Linked DNA regions of Mus musculus: regions 1 and 3 are each linked to region 2. The links are chromatin contacts, called in public promoter capture Hi-C maps. All regions are on one chromosome and are shown on one strand. The core of a region is the stretch at or near the end of the contact, and the rest is flanking DNA. Distances in the headings are between cores, read along the strand shown. Region 1 holds the start of Ces1b (carboxylesterase 1B). Region 2 has its middle 19 kb from the start of Ces1h. Region 3 holds the start of Ces1a (carboxylesterase 1A).

The links. Promoter capture Hi-C pulls out the DNA fragments that hold promoters and counts their contacts.
Region 1: a contact with region 2 is called in a promoter capture Hi-C map of liver, with 4 times the contacts expected there. The contact joins the promoter of Ces1b here to the enhancer-like site in region 2. A contact is called at or near these places in 4 of 39 promoter capture datasets (Sertoli cells, cranial neural crest, erythroid cells and 1 more), 3 of 484 Hi-C or Micro-C datasets (the N1E-115 cell line, liver and nephron progenitors), 2 of 115 datasets of contacts at active chromatin or transcription factors (embryonic stem cells and hepatocytes) and 2 of 9 other capture datasets (adipose tissue and pancreatic islet).
Region 3: a contact with region 2 is called in a promoter capture Hi-C map of liver, with 4 times the contacts expected there. The contact joins the promoter of Ces1a here to the enhancer-like site in region 2. A contact is called at or near these places in 16 of 39 promoter capture datasets (the 3T3-L1 cell line, 3T3-L1-derived adipocytes, the C10 cell line and 10 more), 1 of 15 datasets of contacts at CTCF or cohesin (hippocampal excitatory neurons), 18 of 484 Hi-C or Micro-C datasets (the 3T3-L1 cell line, cardiomyocytes, cerebellum and 8 more), 3 of 115 datasets of contacts at active chromatin or transcription factors (astrocytes, embryonic stem cells and hepatocytes) and 4 of 9 other capture datasets (adipose tissue, embryonic stem cells, liver and 1 more).

The regions. Positions count from the first base shown.
Region 1 is chr8:93,077,662-93,082,656 of GRCm38.p6, forward strand. It overlaps Ces1b (carboxylesterase 1B), which reads right to left and starts at 2,279. Exons shown (of 13, transcript NM_001381922.1): 1 at 2,204-2,279; 2 at 1,694-1,898. The coding sequence starts at 2,255.
Region 2 is chr8:93,396,435-93,401,442 of GRCm38.p6, forward strand. No RefSeq gene overlaps it. Among named protein-coding and RNA genes, the nearest start is that of Ces1h, 19 kb to the left of the region's middle. Within about 2 kb of position 3,422, at least 6 of the 459 cell types and tissues checked have an H3K27ac peak or open chromatin away from gene starts, as enhancers often do. A contact at or near this core is called in hepatocytes and liver, where this site is marked.
Region 3 is chr8:93,045,399-93,050,035 of GRCm38.p6, forward strand. Ces1a (carboxylesterase 1A) reads right to left here and starts at 2,794. Exons shown (of 14, transcript NM_001013764.2): 1 at 2,659-2,794. The coding sequence starts at 2,710.

The sequences.
Region 1 (4,995 bases), core at 1,029-3,528, 320 kb before region 2:
TTAGGACCCAATTATGCACAGTTAATAAATATTAACAGTATATGTATATGTAAATGTACATATATGTATATATAGTCTTATATTCATCATATTATTTATTATATTAATCATTATATACAATTAATATTATATTATAATATAAAATATATTTTCAATATGGCATGAAAGGATGCTGATGCATATGAATGTGCCAGGCTGCCACCGATACACTCTCTATTTTTCATCTCTGTTTAATGGAGGGTTTACAGAGAAAAATGTCTTGAAAGCATGATCTCAATTGTTAATAGCAGTTCTCTCTGAGCTGTCGAATTGTACATGATTTTAACTCTATTTCACTTCCATGTAAGTGTGTATGTCTGTGTGTGTGTGAGTGTGTGTGTGTGTGTTTAACTTTTTGTGATAGTAAGTGTCTGACTTTGCAAGCAAAATGTAAATGAAGTACATAGCACTTAGCACTTATTAGTTGTAGACAAAAGGCATGAAATGGTGAGAAGATAGCCAAGTATAGAATCCTGGAAACTCCCAGAGGAACCTTGAGGAGGACACAAATGCTCTCTGATCTGACATTTGTATGTTTTTGAGGTTCTCTGAGGTGGCCATGAGGCCATCTGGAATTCTTGGGCTTGTTCACTCAGTTGCCAGGAGTGATGTGATACAACCTTGGTAATTGCTTGTGAATAAGTAGCTAGGTAGATCTGGGCTGAGTAATTGCTGTCATCTTTTCTATTCTACTCACCCACAAGTCCACACCCACCGCACTCCTAAGCAACACTAAAGTTCAAATCACAATGATATAGCATCTTACTTCTCATCTCCCTCACCTGATCAATTACTGTTTTCCAAAGCATTTAGGATGTTCTAGTATATTGCATGATTGATGTACTAATCTACAGACTTCTTATATTCTCTTTCCAGCCAATAGGATAAAAGATTTAGCAACTTGCTTCCCTTCATGTTTCCTAAAAACCCAGAACAGTACTGGTTCACCACAGGTACTCAGTACATTTGTGCTAAATAAAGGGTTTGGAAAACTACGAAAGTTCTTAGTATCTAGACCATATTTAAGGACTCATGATGCTCTCAGGAATGCCAATAATTGCTGTTAATATAGCTAGTCAGAGGATTGCCTTGTCTCCATCTTGGATCACCGTGAGATAGGTATACCTATCTCATATACCCCCTTTTGATCTGCTGTTATAATGCTAAGTACTGGTTCTGGTTAACTCAGGGAAGGGGAAACTCTCATATACACCAATTTATCCTTGATTAGTCAATAGAGCTGCCTACAGCCTATAACTGGGAAGAGGAGAGGTAGAAAAAGTTTCAGCTCTTGGCCTTGGGGTTTGAGGCAGGACCACCAGAGGAAGGAGTGAAGGTAAAGAGAGGATAAGACACCATTGGGTAGGAGAATCATGAAAATGTGGCCATAAGGGCTGGCCAATTGGTATAAGAGCAGCCCAGGTGGAATATGGCAAATTATATCTCATGGTTATTGATAGGGAAGTAGACAAAATAGCTTAGAGATTAGATATCTACCCATTTATAGTGGTTTAAAGTCTTACTATAAATATAAAAGTTTTATGTCTTTTATCTGGGAGCTAAATGATCCAAGGCATGGTAGAAAGCCCCAATTCACTTTACATACTTACCATAACACATGTCCACTGAAACAATCCCCACCCTTGTAACTTACATAGGAGGATAGGAGGTGGCATTCTTCACAAAGCTCCAGGGCTCTGCAGGCTCTGGTGGAGCAAACCTCAGGGATCCAAGAGGGGGCTTGGCAAAGGGGACTCCCAGGAAAACTGCCACAGGGTGTTCAAATCCTTCTAAGCTGGTGTACTTTCCCAGGATTTTGCCTTGGGTGGTGTCCACTACCGGTGATGAGGGTGAGTGTCCTGATATTGGAGAAAACATGAGGAAACATCAGAGATGATGGTCAAACCTGGATTCATGGTTGGTTTAGTGACTTTTAGGCTTGCATCATTGATAGTCACTTGAACTTCTAAGGTCTCTTTTCCTCCCAACATTAAAGAGAGGGCCAACTAAAAAGTAATCTGTTTGGAGGTATAAATGTCGCCCATCTAAGCCCGTACAAGGGTCAGTGAACTGTTTTGTGCTTGCTCTGTATACATTTCACCCACTTCATCAAGGACAGGTTTCCAAATGTACAACCCAATGTTTGTAATCCAGAAGAACTTACCCCATATTGGGCAAAGAGCAAGAGAAGCCCAGACCAGAGCATGGAGCCACATGGTAGAAGGAAGGACAGGAACTCTAGGAGACAGGGAGGTGTCTGCAGCTCAAATAGAGAGCCTCTTTGCTGTGGACCCACCTCTAGACCAATTAGCATAATTACATAAAGCTCCCCCTCTCCAAAGAGCTCCCAAGGTATTTGTTAGGACCTCCAAGCCACACCCACTACGAGTTTACTCTTCTTTTTCTTTAAAGACACTACCCACTCTCTGATATCAAGCCAACCTCTTATGCAAACACTTCTAACTGAAAAGCTCAGTGCACCTTGAACTTCTCAAGGCAGGTACCAGCAAGCAGATGCATGCAGTCAGGAAGAAGTCCCCAGTGTTGCTCGGCTGGGAACATTGCACACTTCCCAGCTGCCATGCATCTATTTCCTAGAAGAGATGGTCTCAAGTTTGGAAGTTTTCTAATCTCACTCTTCAGCCAGTGTTGTTTTCTGATGTTGACTATTCCTGCCAGGTAACCTGAAGCACCAGTGTATACCTCTGTTAATGATCTCACTGCTTTTGGATCAGGGCTGCTTAGCCACAATGTTTGTATTAGTTACTTCTGCTTGCTGTGATGAAACACGAAGAGCAAAGACATCATAAGGAGGAGAAAGTGTCCGGAGGGAGAAGAGTCCATAATGGCAGCGCAAAAGCATGGTGACGTGTAGCAAGCCTGATCATAATACTTAAATGTAAGCTCACAGTAGAGAGTGAACTAGAAATGATGAGAGACTTTAAATTCTCTAAGCCTACCTCCACTGACATACTTCCTCTAAGAAGTCTATATCTTCTAAATATCTCCAAACAGCACCACTAACTGGGGATCAAGTGAAAGCCCAAGACTATGGGAACAGTCCTCATTCAAACACAACATTGTCCTTAAGTCAAATAAACTTTGTGAACCACAATCCTTTGTCTAATCATCCACATATGCATCTATCTATGAATTCTTTCTTTCTTGGAGATTTTATTTACTTTTTGTGCATTTGACTGCGTATATATCTATGCAGCATGTGTATACAATGCCCGCAATGGCCAGAAGAGGGAGGTCTTCAAGACACCAGGAAATGGAGTTATAGATTGTGAACCAATGTATGGGTTCTAGAAACTGAACATATGTCCTCTAGAAAAGCAGCCATTGCTCTTAATGGCTGAGACACATCTATAGCCCTTATCTATGAATTATTTAAAATGTCCAAAATGTTTTGCATTAGCACCACTTGAATGTACCTAGATAAAGCAAAATAAAAGAGAATATGTACTGTTTGATTTCTGATTTCACTATGTGGTGTTGTTCCTGTTTCTTAACCCCAGCAGCCCAGGAGCCTTGGAAAGAAGCATGTGTCTCTAATACAGTGATAAGACATTTGGAAAGTTTGTGGTGAAGGAAGGTGTGACTATAAAGCATTGCTTTGACCTTGTTTAAGAAAGAACCCTGATATAGCTGTCTCTTGTGAGGCTATACCGGGGCCTAGCAAACACAGAAGTGGATGCTCACAGTCAGCAATTGGATGGATCACAGGGCCCCCAATGGAGGAGCTAGAGAAAGTACCCAAGGAGCTAAAGGGGTCTGCAACCCTATAGGTGGAACAACAATATGAACTAACCAGTAGTCCCCAGAGCTCGTGTCTCTAGCTGCATATGTAGCAGAAGATGGCCTAGTCGGCCATCATTGGAAAGAGAGGCCCATTGGACTTGCAAACTTTATATGCCCCAGTACAGGGGAACGCCAGGGCCAAGAAGTGGGAGTGGGTGGGTAGGGGAGTTGGTAGGGAGAATATGGGGGACTATTGGAAATGTAAAAGAAGAAAATACCTAATTTTAAAAAATAAAAGAAATTAAAAAAAAAGAAATCAAGTCAAACACTTTTTGTGGGGGACTGGAAAGGACAGTCTTGGTGGGAGAGTAGTGGTGTCTGGAATGGGAACAGGAGAAGTAAGTAAAATAAGACTTTAAAAAATATTAAATTGCTTGGGAATGGAGAAATTGGCTCAGTTGTTAAGTGCTAGAGCTCTTGCTGCTATTGTATAGGGCCTAAGTTCCATTCCCAGCATCCATTTGAGTAACTCACAACTACATGTTAATCTAGCTCCAGGGAATCCAGCATGCTGTTCTGGCCTCCAGGGGCATTTACAAACACACACACACACACACACACACACACACAGAAATGCATGTGTGTATAAAAAATAAAATCTTTAAATGAAATTCTATTGTTTACAGGAAGAAAATGACAACCGATTTTACATTTTGCAATGACAGCAAAGCAGAGGTGAGTATAAGAGAGGGAATTTGCATACTGATGGGTTTGAGTGACCTGGCTCTTTGGTAAAGTTGATGGAACAAAACAGTGATCGAGATCCTCCATGTGTCTCCCCATGACACATCAAGCAGTTGAGGTGTTCACACACCAAAGTATCCTCATAAAAATTAAGGAAATTTAGGGAGCCCAGGTAGAGTGTTTGATTCTAGTATGTGAAAATAAATACTCTGATGAAGGCAGGTAGGGAATATGATACCTAGTCCAAACACCCAGAGAAGAGAAGTATGTTCCAGCCAGGAAGGAATGGAGATCCAAATCCAGCCCTTAAACTTCAAACAATGTGTTTCTTCAACTCAGAAAATGCAAATGTCTAGGAAGAGAGATGACACAAATCTTATAGACCTGAAGGCAAGAACTGAGACCACACTAATGGGAAGGAAGATGGGCATCCATTTATCTGCAGAAAGACAAAAGTGAGAGATGAAG
Region 2 (5,008 bases), core at 2,172-4,671:
TAGACAACTTCGAGAGAACGGTTCTCCTGATACAACAGGGTATATGTACATATGAACTCACAGGGACTGTGGCAGCAAAGGAAAGACCTACTATGGAAGACCTATGCAACCTCAAGTTAGACAAGAATCCAAGCACAGAGTAGGGGGAGTGGGCATGAAATCCCATTCCTAGCCAAAAAGCTATTCACAATTGATCATTTCTTGAAGATAGAAAAATCAGTTATCCTCAATGGAGTTTGTGATGCAGTGACTAAGAAATATTCTCCTAAGACAGGCATCTGAACACTTTATTGCCAGCTGCTGTTTGGGAGGAAGGGTTAGTAGGTGTGACATTGTTGAAAGGTGTATGTCACTAGAAGATTTTGAGAATTTAAAAACTCACCCGGTTTGCTGTCTCAGCTTTGTGCTTGCGGCTGAGTGTGTGAGATCTCAGCTTCCTGCTTCTGTCCCCATACCTGCTGTCTGCTGCCATTGCCTCCCATTATGGATTCTAACCCTCAGGAACTGCAACCCCACATACACTCTACTACAAGATTCCTTGTTCACATTTCTTTATTACAGCAACAGAACAGTAACTGATATAGAGTAATACTGGGTATATCAACCACACTCCTGGACTGGCCCCAGGATTAGTAGTCAGCCAACAGAAATGGGACTCTTTAAGAGAGAGAAAGAAATTGGAGTGGGTAAGGTGGAGGGATGATCTGAGAGACACTGGGGGGAAAGAACCAATACATCAAAAATATTTTGAATGAAATTCTCAAAGAATAAAGACATTATTAATGTCTTTTATTTCAAAAAAGAAAAAAATAGAGAAAGGAGGACTAGGAGAGGTATTTCCTGGTGGTGGTCAATGTATAAAAGCTGCCCCACTCTATGTCCTTGAGTATGCTTCGGAAATGTTAACAAAATAAAGCATGCTGTCAGTCACACTGACCTGTATATTCATGGCTGTATTTCCACCACACTGTTCTTGATCAACATTTGTCCTATTCATACTTTAAGGACAGCACTGAACCCCAGCCCATTCATAAAGCTAGGTGACTAGTTCATCTAGGAGTTGAATCTAGCCATTGCATATGTTAGGCAAACACTCCTACACTGGGCTACATATTCAGCCTATTTCTCATATATTGACACAGTCAAGTGTCGTGATATGGTTTCTACTCCATCCCTCCCCTTCCTAGGGGGCATAAAGCAGGCACATATAGAACACCAATTATCAGGGCAAAGCTGCCGTGTTGGAATGGCTCTGTCCCAGCTTTGGGGAAAGAAGTTCATCGTGAAGCTGCATTATTTACATCAACATCACCAGGAAGGGCGGTGTCACAGGCACAGGGCCCACACACGATGCAGCTCTCTCCACCTCTCTCCGGGAGCAAAGGAGAAAGCAGAAGCTTCAGCTTGGACTACTAACCAAGATTAGAGAATTAAGTTACAGAACTAGGCAAAGGATCCACAGTCAAAAGATATCAGGAGAATAGCGGGCACTGACAACCTCAGGCAAACTCTTCTCTGTCTTTATCTGAGGCTCTTCAAGAACTTTACCAAAAAGTACAAAAATTAAATTAAAAAAAAAAAGAAACAAAACTGTAGCCCCAGCTTCTATTCTGTCAATCAATTTTCAGGTTATAAATTATACAGTTTCCCTTTTCAAATGCTACAGAGGAAAGGGTGTGTGTGTGTGTGTGTGTGTGTGTGTGTGTGTGTGTGTGTGTGTGTTCTAAGATATTTACAAAAATTTCCATTCTAAGTTCAGCAATATTATCACCAACAATCCAGGAAGTTTGTAAACAATATTTTCCCTGATGTTTTCTGCCACCTGCTGGACTGTGAGAAATTCACAGGTGAAGTAGTGATTTAAACGAATAAGATTTTAAAATGTTTAAGGGGAGGGTTCTATTTAAAGCTTTTCTTTCCTTCTTTCTTTCTTTCTTTCTTTCTTTCTTTCTTTCTTTCTTTTTAAATTTTCATTTCATACAATAGCAGTACTTAGGAGTTAGCCTGTTTAATCTTGTGATCCATGTCTGTGTAGGAATAGTTGAGGCAATGAAATATTTTGCAACAATCAGCAATTTTTTAAGATCACAAGACTCTCTTTTAAAAAAAAGAAAGAAAAAAAATGCATCATTAAGTATAATCCTCTGTTCGTCAGAGGGGAAGGTACATGTGTACAAATCCTGCCAAGGATTCAAATCTCTCTCCTAGACTTTGTTTCAGGGAAAAGAAAGAAATGTAATGAGTCTACTGTTTCTCCGAATATTTCTTCCCTCCTTGTTGACTTTGGGTTTGCTTCAACCTCTAGAACCACAAACCAACAGGAACTTAGGAGATGGAAAGGACCTTTAAGCCCCTTAAACTAGATGATGGTGGTCAGGGTCTCCACTAAGCATAAGATGTTATCATGATTCTTCTCTCAAACTGCATCACAACCAGCAATGGAACCTAGAACTTCATAGTCAGGGCAACAGCCAAGGCATGCAACAGTCTTGCTTCCAGTGCCCTGCATGCACTGCCAAAGTCTGCTGTCTTGGGGCAACTGGCTATGAAGACCAGTGATATTTCCACAATTTCAGGGTCTACAGAAGTTCACTGTGTCCTGGAATCTCACTTTAGCCCCAACATAAATGACAGTGGCTGAACTCCATGGAGTTTTTATATAGGTAGACTGGTGAACTGTCTCCTTGCACACATGATTAGATTGAGCCATTTACTAAGAGCAAAGTACTCCTTGAAGCTGTCATGTCCATCTACCTTCATATTCTGCCTGACCGCAATGTCAAAGGTGACCTCCATTGGGAAAAAGGAAATCTGAGCTCTTCTCCACCAGTGCCTGAGGTTGGATCAACATATCCAGTGTGTATAAAACACCTCCATGTGGATTAGGTGATCCTTCACCCATCGAGAGGACAACAACCCAGGAGCATCCAACGAGAGTCCTGCTGTCATGTTCTTTGATTCAGACATCTAAAGACTATACCACAGCAGATAGCAGGTACCTAATTGAATGTAATCCAAATAGACCATCTACCTGGTCATTTCACCAGCAGCATGACACACCATGGGCTGTGAGTATCCAGCTAAAGGTCAAAGAGGAAATAACAGGTTGCAGGGTGAAATAGAGCCTACGCCTGAAAAGCCTGACAAGAGTCAGATATGGAAATCCCAGGATGAAGGTTGATTACAGGTAGAACAGTAAGAGTGCCAAAGGCCCTCAGGACGAGGCTGTAACTGAGGTGAAGTGTTGTGCATGGTGGAGAGGTTCACAAGCACCCTACTGTCACATAGAGGAAGGTGCTCAGAAACACCACAACCAAAAGTACTGAAGGTTGTGAGAACACTTTCAGCCTGGTGATCCTGTGCACTCTGGCCCTCACAGCACTCTCACTAGCCCTGAGGACACCACAAAGAACATGAAAGGAGGCTGCATGGAACGGCAGATGAATTGAATGAAGCAACTCAGCCCCAGCCAAAACAAACTGCCTGTGTTGTCATAAGAGCAAAACACTTGCCGGCCAAAAGTGAAAAGAGGTGCTCAGAGGAGAAACATTATGAAACCCATGAGATGGGGAATGAACCTCAAAAACCAAACAAACTAACTAACTAAAGGGGGGAGGGACACCACCCCCAGCCTGACTTTCTGGAGGAGCTCAGGTCCAAATCTGAGTACACACTGTCAACAATGGTAGCATCAACAACATCTGAATACCCGAGGTCAAGGAAAAGGCTCTTGCAGATCAAGAGGAGGGCAGAGGACTAGACCACAGCCCTGGTGTCACAGGCATGGTAAAGGAAATCAGAATTGAGCTAGGCCCAGGGTCACAAGATGAGTTCTTAACTTCTGCCTTCAAACTACAAATCACTCAAGGAGACAGGCAGACACTAAAAGGACAACCAGTGGTTCAGTGGCAAAGTCATCAATTTTTGGGGGGGGGGGGAAATAGGGGGGTCTTTTTTATTTTTTTATTAGATATTTTTTACTTACATTTCAAATATCCCCTTTCCTGGTTTTCCTCTGAAAATCCCCTACCCTTTCCCCTCTCCCCCTGTTCACCAACCCACCCACTCCTATTTCCTGGCCATGGCATTCCCCTACACTGGGGCATAGAGCCTTCACAGGACCAAGGGCCTCTCCTCCCACTGATGACCAACAAGGCCATCCTCTGCTACATATGCACCTGGAGCCATGAGTCCCACCATGTGTTTTCTTTGGTTGATGGTTTAGTCCCTGAGAGCTCTGGGAGTACTGGTTAGTTTATATTGTTGTTTCTCCTAAGGGGGTGCAAACCCCTTCAGCTCCTTGGGTCCTTTCTCTAGCTCCTGCATTGGGGACCCTGTGCTCAGTCCAATGGATGACTGTGAGCATCCACTTTTGTATTTGTCAGGCACTGGTAGAGCCTCTCAGGAGACAGCTATAACAGGCTTCTGTCAGCAAGCACTTGTTGGCATCCACAAAAGTGTCTGGGTTTGGTGATTGTATAATGGGAAGGATCCCCAAGTGGGGCAGTCTCTGAATAATCACTCCTTCAGTCTCTGCTCCATACTTTGTAACTCCTTCCATGGACACAGAAAATGTGGTACATTACACAATGGAGTACTTCTCAACTCTTAAAAACAATGAATTTATGAAATACTTAGGCAAATGGATGGATCTGGAGGATACCATCCCGAGTAAAGTAACCCAATCACAAAAGAACACACATGGTATGCACTCACTGATAAAGTAATCAATTTTTACATGAGTCTTCTCATGGAAAGAAATTAAAGTCAAAGTCACCCTGCACTGCATACATTTAATGTCTTCTTTTATACAAAATTAAAGTGTGAGGGCTTCCAGTCAGCCAAAAGATGGACCCAGGCAGTTAATCTCTTTGCAAAGGAGCTTATTCTGGTACCCAATCACCTGCATGCTTAGTGGAGACTGGTGGTTGATCTACAGAAGAAGAGTATTGTCTACCTAGATTCGATGGGACAGAAAAAGCCTGACATCCATCCTTCAGCTGATTGT
Region 3 (4,637 bases), core at 1,544-4,043, 350 kb before region 2:
TGGGTTAGAGGGTGAAGGAGAGGTGGCCCCTTACCCCTTAGCACTTACTACTTATCCTCCTCACCACTGAAATGACCAGGAAAGGAGCCAAAGTCAATCAGGAGGATGGGCCAGAGGGATTGTGAGAAAGAAGATGGAGTAGGGGAAGAAGAAGATAGTTTACACCATTCTTTGGAGCTCAAGGGCTGTCCTCGCCTGGTGCCTGGTTCTGAGTGACTAAGTTGAATAGGCTGTAGGCTACAAGAACCCCATATTGGAGGTGGTTGGGGTACAGGGTCTGGATTAATTGGACCCTGTGAATGTCGGTATCTCCAAATCGACAAGACTTTGTATTTGAAAGGCTCAAACTCAGGAAAGACAATCCACGCTTATTGCAGGACAGCTTAGGACTTCCATGCCATTTGAAGCAGTTCATTAGCAAGACTTGTTAGAATGGTTATTACCCCAGTGTCCTCTGCCAAACTGTGTCTTATTCATTTCTGCCATCTGAATCCAGAACCAGTGTTTGGCCATCAGAGCCCTGGCAACCCTCGCTATGTCTAGGATTCTGTCTTCTTTCTGTCCCCAAGGCACTGTGGCAGATTTGAAAGGGAATGTAAGGCAAAATGAGAATGGACGAATCTGGAATGGCACATTGTTTTGCTGCTGGTTACCCCAGCAACCTCACCTCAACCCATCTTCAGGAAGTCCATTCAGGATTCTCTCCATCCCTCAGTGTCCTCATCTGTAATGTGGCTATGCTAGTGCCTACTTAGCTAGGCTTCTTTGAGAAGGATTATAAAGTACTTGGAATACACATCTGGTGCACAGTAAATGCCCCATATGAATACCCCCATTTGATAAGTAATCTTTTATTTCTTTTTATATTTTCTCATCTCAATGGTCCACTTTCCACCTTCTGGCTACTCATTTCTACCCACTTCAGGTGGCAGGAAAGCATCACTGAGCTAACATGGACCACAGCTAGTGATCTTGGCTCAGAGGTAGCTCTCACACTCTTCCAGCCCCTTCTCCATGTCTCCCTGGACTTCCATGGTGCTTTGTTTGCCCTTCCTCCTGTGACCACTCTAGTGTGTTGTTCTCAGTTGGGACTGTTTCCAGTGCTTGGAGTAGACCCTGATTTGTTTTGCAATATGGTTTCCTAAAAGACCTTCCAGGGCTATTGGCTGTTCTCTTTGGTAAGACCATTTTTGAATCATTATTTATTTCTGACCACACACTTGAGTGGAGATGTTGACAAAGTGTCTGTACTCAGTGGCAACAGTTGGTGAATGAGAGAATAGAATCACGTTCTGAGAGGGATGCTCTGAGATACTGATGCCCTGAAGCCACACAGGAGAACATATGATCCATGACCATGATCAAGAATGCCAATGCCCTTCAGCATCAGGACAGATGGTCAGTCTGGCTTTGTATAGAGCCAAACAAAGGAGGACCAAGACAGGGACGAAGCTGTAGGGAGTTAGGGAAGAACTGTATGTGCCACAAGAATGGAGCTCGCAGGCTAGCCTGGCTGGGATGACCATGTTAAGAACTGCCAGGAGAATATTCTTGACTCCAGAATGGTCCCTGTTCTTTACTTGACCATTAAGCAAACCTCAGTCCTTTATCTAGGGATTTGAGAGTCTCCACATCATGCACCTGTACATTTCAGACCCCCCCCCAGTTCCCATGGTCTCTACTTAGCAGTATTTGTAGCCCATTTATTCTTCCCAGCCAGAACTTGTACCTTGGTATCTGAATCTCTGAACTCTGCTTTTTCACGTATGCAATTCCTTTCCATCTCCCCTCATTTACTTATTCATTCCCTCAGTACAAGTCCCAGCCCCCCCTGGTGATGTGAAGGCCTTAATCCCTCCTCCAACTCCTTGCAGCTCCTTTCTGTTCCCTCTCTCATCTAGGTGTGTCTGTGGTCCTTCTCCTACAATGACAGGCTCCTGAGTCTAAGGTGTGCCTCTTAATCACCTTCTCATACAACATACAGTTCATACCAATATCTCTTGGGGACTGAGGAACAAATTATCTTCTTAGTAGCATTTGGCTCTTAACATGTTGGCTTGACCATATTTCAAATTTTTATTAATATACCCATTAAAGATATCACCCCTTTACGTCCATCCATATATTGTGCTTCTAGACCAGACACTATGCTAAGAGCTACAAAACAACCACCTATGCCACCCTCAGTACAGCCCAGTAAGGAAGGCTCTATTGCTTTCCATTTTCCAGATTCATCACCCAGACACTGCAAAGTTGAAGTGTCTTTCCCAAAGTCATGGGGATCAGAAGAGCTGAACTAGACTCTAGCCTTGTGCCCTGGCTCCTGACTCAATGCTGTTAAAACTCTGCTGAGCCTCTTTTTATGTCTACCCAGAGATAGAGTAAGATCTGGGAGATAGCTAGGGCCTCTCATGCTAGCTCAATGACTTCTTAGCACCTGCAGCTGCAGTATCACCATGGTTTTCTTTCCCTGGATCTCTGTGATGGGAGGAGCTTGCTGGGTTCCTTTGCTCCAAGCCCATTTTGAAATCATGCTGGTGATCTCTGATACAGAATGGAACCTGGCCTCTCTTCTCTTCATACGCATTTACACTCCCATTTGCCCTGGCTTAGGAGCTTCAAAAGAGCTCCAAGTGTTTGTGTTTTGGAAGAACTTACCCAAAGCCATGCAAGTGTTGAGGGAAGCCAGGGCCAGAGCAAAGAGCCACATGCTGGAAGGCCAGTTGCTTTGGGGCCCTGTGACGAGATCTTGGTGCTCTTCTGAAGGGCTTTGTATAACCTGTCTTAGATGGTGAGGCCTTGTTACCACATCCATCCATGTGTGGTCCAGTGGCCTAATCATGAGATGACAAGGTGCTCTGCCTGCTCCACAGAGCTCCCAGGAGTCTGATGGCAACCCAAGCCATACATAGCCTTAGTTCAAGCTCTTATAATTGGTTCCAGACTCAACTATCAGATTACATATGATCTCAAACAACAACATCTTACATAAGCTCTTTCCCGTGGCACTCTAACCTCCGTCCACCTTGAGCTTCCCAAAGGCATGCACAGCAAATGGCATCTTCAGGCAGGGCTAAGCTTTGGTCTGAGACCCTCAGAAAGGGCTGGAAATTTTAGAGCAATGCTCAGCTCCACAGCTGCTGTCTGGGGAGTTTAGAACATATCTACAACTTCCCTCAGATAGTGGCTCAGAAATTCTGTGTTCTCAAGTCTGCAAGTGAAGTTAAATTGTGAGTAGTTCTCTTTCTGATGCTTAAAGTAGGTTCCCAATGCTCCTACCAAGTGGCCAAGCCATCTGCCATCCACCTCTAGACTCGGAGAGCTCACTACTTTTAAATATGTTTGGGAGAAAAATTTCTGTGCTAAATCAACTCCATCTCTCCACAGTATCCATCATTTATTGGACGTTTGCCAAAATGTATTTTTCTCCACAGTAAAATAAAATGCCAAGATTTGAAATTAGAAACTCGTGGGAGTTGAGTCACTGATGTTTGTGAAACACATCTTCTCACCTTTCCCTACTTCTACATATTCCCGAGAAATCAGGGAACCCACTTGATGATACTGGTTTCTAATTTTTGTTTTAAGGCAGGGTTTCATCCATAGCTGGCCTTGATCTTCTGATTCTCCTGTTTCTACTTCCTAGGTACTGAGATTACAAACTCATACCACCATACTGAGATTACAAACTCATACCACCATACTGAGGTTTTGTTCCTAATCTGTTTTTGTGTTAAGGCCTCTAGTCTTGTCTGGATCTGCACCATCTCAGCCACACCAGCAGCCTCCCTGGATCTGTGAAGAAAAATATGTTCCTTTGTTCCTGTGCTTCCCTCTGCTGGACACTGGGAAATACTAAGGTCAATGGGACTTTATGGTGTTAGTTCTGGTTGATATCATGGAACAAGTGTGTGTGGGGGAGCTTTTTCAGAAAACAAAATTAAATAAAATTCTACTGTGGTGGAAAATAGAACAAGTTGTTGCTTAATGAACTGAAGAAGCCTGTTAGGGACATGTGTCTGCAGGATTTAGGAGTGACTGAAAGGGCCTGGCCTTGGACTCACCTTATCTCCTGAAAATGTGGGGACACCTTAAATCATATTGAAAGATGAAGGTAACATTTTAAAAGTTGTTAGTCCCAGAAGTAACTGGAAACAGCAGGACCCAGGCACCCAGGAAGTCCACCCGACCATTAGCACAGGTTGCTTCTGGTTTTTAGCCAGTGCCCTAAGCAGACCTTGGGCACAAACTCCACAGCCAGTCCCACAACACCCAGAGGAAGCTCTACTCCCAGGTGCTATAACATGTTCAGGAACACAGGATCACAGGATCAGAGGCTCCTAGGAACTTGATTACACCAGGATCTCAGGGTCCCAGAGGCAGCTTGACTCCCAGGAGCTCTGACACACCCAGGATCTCAGGATCCCAGGATCCCAGAATTATAGGATCCCAAAGACAACTGAACTTTGAGGAGTTCTGACACAACCAGGATCACAGGAAGGACAGGCTCCAGTCAGATATAGCCAGGCAGGTAGCACTAGAGATAACCAGATGGCAGGAGGCAAGCATAAGAACATAAGCAACAGAAACCAAGGTTTCTTGGCATCACCAGAACCCAATTCTCCCACCATAGCAAG